2 separate regions of the Danio rerio genome follow, and region 1 is linked to region 2. Evidence: chromatin contacts called from public Hi-C data. All regions are on one chromosome and are shown on one strand. Each heading gives the region's core, a stretch centred on a gene start, on an enhancer-like site or on the middle of the called end of the contact. The rest is flanking DNA. Distances are from core to core; before and after follow the strand shown. Region 1 holds the start of mid1ip1b (MID1 interacting protein 1b). Region 2 has its middle 120 kb from the start of bcor.

Region 1 (3,765 bases), core at 1,112-3,611, 180 kb after region 2:
CCCATCCTTGGTTTAGCATCAAAACTAAACTAAACATATTTTGTCTTGCGCACAGATTTCTATATAATTTGTTTACATTTGACATTTTGTTTACTGTAAAGATCTTTAACAATTCAGGTGAAATATTTATTGGATTACAGGACTTTACCGTGAAATTTTTGCTTGATTCAGCAGTCTTAGGCAAATCTAAACTCTTTTATTGACATTTATAAATCCCCCACAAAACATGTTACTAGCCTAAAACAAGACCTCAGGCATTGGGAAATGAATCCTTTAGTTTTGAAGACTCAACATTAGTCTCTTGAGGGGTATTAAGCCAGTGTGGGCTGCTTAGATTAGAGACGTCCGTCATTAAGTGCAGCTCAAGCAGTGACTCAGCAGCACCAATCGGAAAAATGCACTGCAGGTGCTCAGCTCTTTCAGACGTTGCCAGGTCTTAATTTAATGTGCCTGATCCCTCTGCGGACCTCAGCAGCAGCTGCGCGCGCCAACACAGCCTAGTGTTTGCTGAGCTCAATAAGACAAGCGCACTAGACGTACTGTATAGTGATATTTCGCAAGGACATCCTGGAAGGGAATGATTCATTGTTAATCATGAGTTTTAGTGTTACTAATAAATCACACATTTGAGTAAACAGTTGCATTTATAAAATGTTTATTTTAGGGACCATAGAAAAAAATACACGACAACTTTTTCCTTCTAGACATTTAACAACAGTAACTATGACGCAATCTCCAGGAATCTCTCAACATCCGTAGGATCTATCATGCGATTCCATCATCGATTGGGAAGTCATGATGTACCAGCGGCTGTTGAGCGCAGAACTGTGCACTTTTTATTACATAATTAGGGGTTTTAATTCTGACTCCAGCCCGTTAGAAGCAACACTATTACAACTGCCAAAACGGTCCATGAAATATCTTTTGCATATCTTTTGAAGTGTTTGCTTATTTAAATAAGTCGCATTAAATTTCAAAAGCTAGTATCCAGGTTGTGCAAACAATATCAAGGGATGTTAGCAGGGGAATTAAGGGTGCTTATGAACCGGCATCGAGCACTAGTCTTTTTCGATCCGGGGAATTAAAGATGCATGGAAACCACGAGGGGCCCATTTGGCTTCAACCCCTGCTGCACCCTTGTGATTTTTTTTTTTTTTTTTTTTTTTGCGGTCCAACGGCGTTGTAAACTTCAGTTCGTCTCAATTCCCACAGCCACCAATTCCAATTTCTTGTTTGTACCTGTTTGTTAAAGTGTTCGCTTTTCTAGTGAGCTTCGCCAGTACTGTGTGTAGTCCGCTTAGATGATAATGAAACAGCTTTTCCAAGTCCTTATCGTTTGGTTCGATGCGAGACACCTCCAGGGATGTCGTCGTCACGCCATGTTTCTCCTTACGCCTCTCTTCGGCTTGAAGTACACCCCATTCAATATCATTCCTGATTGATTTGAGGAGCACATAAGAGCCATACATGTCTCCATCCTGGAAAGAGGTTACCTCTTTCTCCTCTTCCTGATCCAACGGGACGTCCCTCAGCAAACTTGGCACCATGACCGTCTGGTCCATGTTGTTCACGGCGCCGATAAACCGGTTCATGGCATTGAAGAGAGAGTTTTTTTGGTTGTAGGAGTCGCAGATTTGCATCATCTTTGCTGTCCTATTGACCTGGAGGGCTTAAATGCAGAACAAAGCTTTCGTTAAACGCAGCCGTTTTTCTTGAGCTGGGTGGTCCAGATAGCTTAAACAGAAGGTTTATCCGCTATTATTTGTGTCCAGACAGTGCTCGGATCCCTGTGCGCTTCAGTAGAGTAAGTTTCTGAAAGCGCAGGTGGATTTAAAGCATGGGTGTGGCTTCAATACGTCAATCAAACGTGTAACCAGGTCGTAACCGGATAATGTGACCTGAAATAACAGAAGCATGATAGATTAGACGGGAAGCACACAATATTACATAATCAAGATGAATATCAGAGTGAAAATATCAATGAGGTAGAGTGGAAGAGAGATACAAAGATCAGACTTACTAATCACTAAATAACGTCTACTAAATGATTAGGAATTAAATTGTTGTACTATTTTTAATATTACAGTCGGTTTACATTGACATGTGCCTTAAGAATACATCATGAACGCGCATCATTCGCTTCCTACCACTCCTTGCTAAAGGAAAGCCGGCCGGCAAACTAACCGTCTATCGAATTTAAGAAACAACACAGGCTTCTCAAAACCCACCTTTTCTGGTATTTGACCTCTGTTAAATCCTGAAATGCCCGGCAAAGTCCAAGAAAACCGGCGATAAAGTCGCTGATAGATAACAGACTCGTCTAGCAACGGCGCGAGGGTGAGGCCGCATGTAGCTCTCCGGCACTTATGAATATTCATGAGCGAGGCATCAGCCCACAACCGCTCAGCCGCTCTGCACCAATCAGAGGCCAGTCGCTGAGTTCATCCAGGAGGACGGCGCCTTTCAACAGCCAATCAGAGGGCACAATGGGAGTCTGGCACCGTGCCAAGGCTGCAGCTCACGGTCAAAGACACGACAGTGTGAGAGAGAGAGAGGGGTAGTCTATGAGGGAACTACCGGACTGATGAAAGCACCTCGAGCATTGCGTGTTGACTGCATATTTATAACCTCGGAAGTTCTGCGTTCATTATATTTCACATTTTATAGCCTATATTGTGTTTAGACTTAATATTTACAGCAGATATAAACTATTCGAAGATTTCTGGTGCTTTTTGACGTCTACTCGCTTTACGCGAGCTATGGAAAACAAATTAGACCACTTGACCATTCTCACTGGCTGTTGATCTAGTTGCATTTGATTAAAATGGAGCCGAAACATTGATAATATTCCTATTATTTAGATATTAATTGTAGATCTAATATCTACAATTAGAAATTTTACTATTACTTTCAAAATATTTGCAAAAAAAATCATGTTTTCAGATTTCTATTAGTTTTTAGACTAAGGGGGTGGGCCACTCACAACACAAAAACACAAAAGATTGATTCATTTTCACTATTTTTTTCTCTTTTGTGTATTGTTTCTAGCATGATAACTGAATATCTATTTAATTTTGTCGTGTTCATTTTTTATACATTATCAATATATATTTACTTACATTTCCCCTTATATTTGGTGGAATAACCGTGATTTTGACCACATTGTATAACATGTAATAGTAAAAAAATGCTGTAAATTACCATATTTTATCGGAATTTTAGAAGAAATGTTTTAGACATTCATAGAATAAAACAAATATTAACATCTTTTTCAGACTCACCCAATGAATCCTGGAAAAGCCAGAGAAAGCGACAGTTTCAGGTGGTCCCCCCTTTGATATTTCAAATGAATGAATGCTCAAAGGTAAAACACGAGGAGACTTGTGTATGCAAAGCTTTCACAGATCAGTGGAACTATGCAAATGTAAACTTGCATGTATTATGTAATATGTATAATGACTCTAGGGAAAAGGGTGAAAGTCAAAAATCAAAGAAAAAACACCACCATGCATAAAAAGTATTTTTAGGCTGTTGCTTTGAGTAATAGATACCCTACGAAAAGAACTATATTTTACTTCAAATAATACAAAATAATAAGCTAGTTTAAAACTCAACTTAGAGAGATTGTTGGTTTCAATTTAAGATGTTGAGTTTTACTAATATATATTGTGAAACTCAACATCTTAAGTTAAATTAACGAATCTCTCACAACACAACACAAACACAAGTTCACCAGCTGCCTTGAAGATGTAAGTTTAACCAAGT
Region 2 (3,842 bases), core at 1,064-3,563:
AGAGGATGGCTGTAATTTTGCTACGTTTCTCAGATATTTGCAAATGATATGGATTATTAGATTATTAGACGTTCTTGCAGGAGCGATTTCCTCTGTGGAGACTGACAGTTGTTTAAACTGCTTTGTTTTTGACATGGAACGATAACCGTTTTCAAGGTATATCGCGGTTTGGATAAATACGCCAACATTTTCTGTAATTTCATTCCTAAGGTATTTGTAAGGTTTTTTTATTTATGTTTTGTACATTTTTTTTTTTTTTTTTTTTTTAGGACAACAGCATCTCTAGCAGAAAAGATATCCAAAGATACCATTTGTTTCTCAACTGTAGAGAAATCTGTGTTTTTAAAACCAATGAAGACAGATAATTAATTTGAAATTCATTTGACATGTTTACTGTAACAAAGCATTTAAAATGTTTATAAAAATACAATATATTGTGTTCAAAGTGGAAAAAAGCTGTTGCTTTTTACCCAGACATTTAAAAAGAATATATTTTAGAGCAGTAATTACAATACTGTTCAGACCATCAGAGTCTTATACCAGCCCATGCCTACTTTGTTTACACTTTGTCTGTGCATGTTGAATGTTTGATTTCTCTTTGCGGAAAGAGAAAACGGTTCCTGTGTAAGACATGTACTCAGGTGCAGAATATGGCTCTTGCTTCAGGTAAAGTCTACATCGGATATGCGGCTGACGGGAAGTGTGATTATGCACATTAATATAGCAGCATTTTTAATGACACTGTATAACAGTAATTCATATTTTTACACTGTGATGGTTGGGTTTAGGGTTGGGGTGGAAGTAGGCGTTAAAAAATACAATTTATTGGGTAATTTAATAAATAACATGAATAATAATCTGTACAACTACTGTTTTTACATTACTGTGATGGTTAGGTTTAGGGTTGGGGTAGGCATTAAAAAATAAAATTTATTGGGTAATTTAATAGAAACATAAATAGCATTCAATACAACTACTGTTTTTACAGTACTGTGATGGTTGGGTTTAGGGTGGTTAAAAAATACAATTTATTGGGTAATTTATTGGACAACAAATAATCTGTACAACTACTGTTTTTACAATACAGTGAAGGTTGGGTTTAGGGTTGGCGTGGAGTTAGACATTAATAAAACACAATAAATGGGAAGTGTAATAAATATAAATAATTCTGGTTAACTTCCGGCCGCAAACGTATCCGATCTAGCAACGATCTTGCTTCAGTCCGTTTGCTGTATTTACAAGCAGCTTTTTGGTCCAGATGTGATCCAACACGAGGCAACAAAACAGTTGTGTGTTGTTGGTGCTAGTTGTTTGGCGTCGGCTTGGTGTCCCGGGACTAAAAGATCCAGAATTGGGAATGTGATATTGCATTTGACAAATTTGTGGACATTGGCAAACAAAATTCAATGATTTATTGAAACAGAAAGAATTTAGAACTCCAGAATATTTAGAAACGAATAGTGATGGTGAAAGGCAGAAAAATATTAAGGTGCACCCCTTACGATTCTATTCCATTTTTAAAAATAGTACTTTCCAAATTCCAAAAAGTAATGATGCACTTTAATACCTGGATGGTACTCTCATTTGATTTTGTTATTCCCTAGTTAAAGTTGATTTGTTGTACTGTTTATTTATGAAATGAAGGGGACTTCAATGATGGATGACAAAATAACCTTTTAAAGTTCCTAATTTTAATAAAAATAAGTGCATATTTCTTGATTCGCTCTCATAAGCAGGCGCAACCTATTCCTGAAGTCAAACCTCTAGAAAATCAAGCGGCCTGATCACGTCATGTGGCTAACCAGCCAGTGCTGTTTTTTTCCTGTGGCATTAAAGCCCGTCATGGCCAGGGGTAATATTTTAACACCATGACTCTTTCCCCCGACATATACACACACACACACTCGCAATCATAGTGCAGAAAAAAGCAGCCCTGCGCTGCGTGCATGTCTATGTGTGTGCGAGAGAAAAACAGTGCTGCCGCTGAACAATCAGCAGTCCTCCGCGTGTCTCTCTCTCTGGGCGGCGTCATGGCAACGGAACAGCTTCAATTAGAGGAGAAGAAAGCGTTTCCCCTCGGCATGGCATTGGAGAGAGAGCCGAGTGTCAACGAGCACGGGAAGGGAGGGAGAGTGCCTGTGTGTGTGTGTGTGTGTGTGTGTGTGTGTATTTGTGTGTGTGTGTGTGTGTGTGAAAAAGATTGCGAGCAGGAGGGAGGCAGAGAAAACGAGCACCGGGGAGACGTGTGTGAGGCTGAGATTGCGAGAGGGAAAAGGAGCGTGTCTGAGTGTGTATGTGTGTGCGCACAGGCTACAGATTGCAAGGAAGCAAGCCAGAGAGACAAAGCAAGCGAGTGAGATTGAGAGGGAGGGGAAAGCGTGTGTGTGTGTGTGTGCCGGAGCAGCCAGAGACAGACAGTGTTTTGCCTGCGTTAGCGCAGCTAATGAAAAATGAATGAACCCACGGGAGAGAAGGGGAGAGAGAGAGAGATACGGAAAGATGGAGCAGTAGTTTAGCGCTTGCACTGCTTCCGCAGGGCTGTAAGTGTTTGGAAGGGCTGGAAAGAGGAGCTGGTGTTGCTCGGGGTCAAGAGGTTAAGGCCACTTGCGTATACTTGCAGGTGCACAGGTGTGTTGTTGCTTTGGTGGAAGCAAAGTGATTGAGTTACCTTCAAAAGCAGATGTCGTTAGCTGTAAATGTTGAGATTTTACTATCATTAACTTTGGTCTGGAAGGTTTTTGTTTTCAAGCATTTGCTCTGCCATGACCCTAGACCTGAAAGTGAAATCTTGGTCTGTTCAAGTCTTATTGGATAAATCATATTTATGTGTTGAATCTACACGAACACCACTACAAAGTAGTAACCATGAATGAGAACATTTTCTTTAACTTCAAGTTTCTGAGTTTAGGGGCATGTCAGTGGGAAACATTGTAGAATCACTAATCCAGGGATGCCAAACTCGATCCTGAAGTGCAGGTGTCCTGCAGATTTTAGCTTCGACCCCAGGTAAACACACCTGAACTAGCTAATCAAGCTTTATCTAGGTATCCTAATAACTTCCAGGCAGGTGTGTGGAGGCAAGTTGGTCCCTCCAGGACCAAGTTTGGCCACTAATCTATAATGCCTCATTCACATTAGCAGTGACTTTGTAGCTGCCTGTCGCTCTGAATGTTGACCTGCTGCAAATGCAGGTCTGCGTAGCTATATACAGCACAGACAATACAACCGGCCTCTGAGCGAGCTGAGAGGCTCTCTACTGGTGCTCCTATTGGCTGTCGCTCAAGAAAAACCCTCTTCATTTGCATGAAGTTGAAGGATTCTAAACTTTGTTGCGTCACTCCACACACCCACCTGGTCACCAACAGTAGGTGGTCGCCAGAAGTCGTTCGTTCTTCATAGAAAAAAAACAGTCGCTTGTCGATTTGCCGCTATGAGTCTCTCGTAGTGTGAAAGGCATAATAGAGAATTATATATAGCATTATATATTCTATCACAGGGATCAAAAACATGGTGCCCGCGGGCACCAGGTAGCCCATGAGGATCACATGAGTTGCCCGTGGGCCTGTTATAAAATTAGTTTACCATAGCACCACATACCAGTAAGCTGCTTCTATTTATTGTAGCTATTCTTTTTAAATCACACTTGCATTGGTTGATATGTATCCGTTTTCAATCATTGTTGACAACTATTGTGAGAAATCATTCACATGATCAGTGTCTTCACATAGATGAATATCATTAATTATTAATAACATGTAATTAAAAGTAAATTGAGCAAATTTGTTATTAGGAAGTGTGTATCAAAATGGTAGCCCTTCACATTAAACGATACCCAAGAAGTA

The links. Hi-C and Micro-C count contacts between places; a contact is called where the count stands out from the background.
Region 1: a contact with region 2 is called in a Hi-C map of an unstated tissue, with 2.9 times the contacts expected there. The contact joins the promoter of mid1ip1b here to the enhancer-like site in region 2. A contact is called at or near these places in 2 of 18 Hi-C or Micro-C datasets (caudal fin and an unstated tissue).

The regions. Positions count from the first base shown.
Region 1 is chr22:11,088,534-11,092,298 of GRCz12tu, forward strand. It overlaps mid1ip1b (MID1 interacting protein 1b), which reads right to left and starts at 2,362. Exons shown (of 2, transcript NM_200832.2): 1 at 2,229-2,362; 2 at 1,149-1,898. The coding sequence starts at 1,643. The coding sequence ends at 1,200. It also overlaps a transcript of sgsh not described here.
Region 2 is chr22:10,912,813-10,916,654 of GRCz12tu, forward strand. It overlaps a transcript of sgsh not described here. Among named protein-coding and RNA genes, the nearest start is that of bcor, 120 kb to the left of the region's middle. Within about 2 kb of position 2,314, at least 40 of the 62 cell types and tissues checked have an H3K27ac peak or open chromatin away from gene starts, as enhancers often do.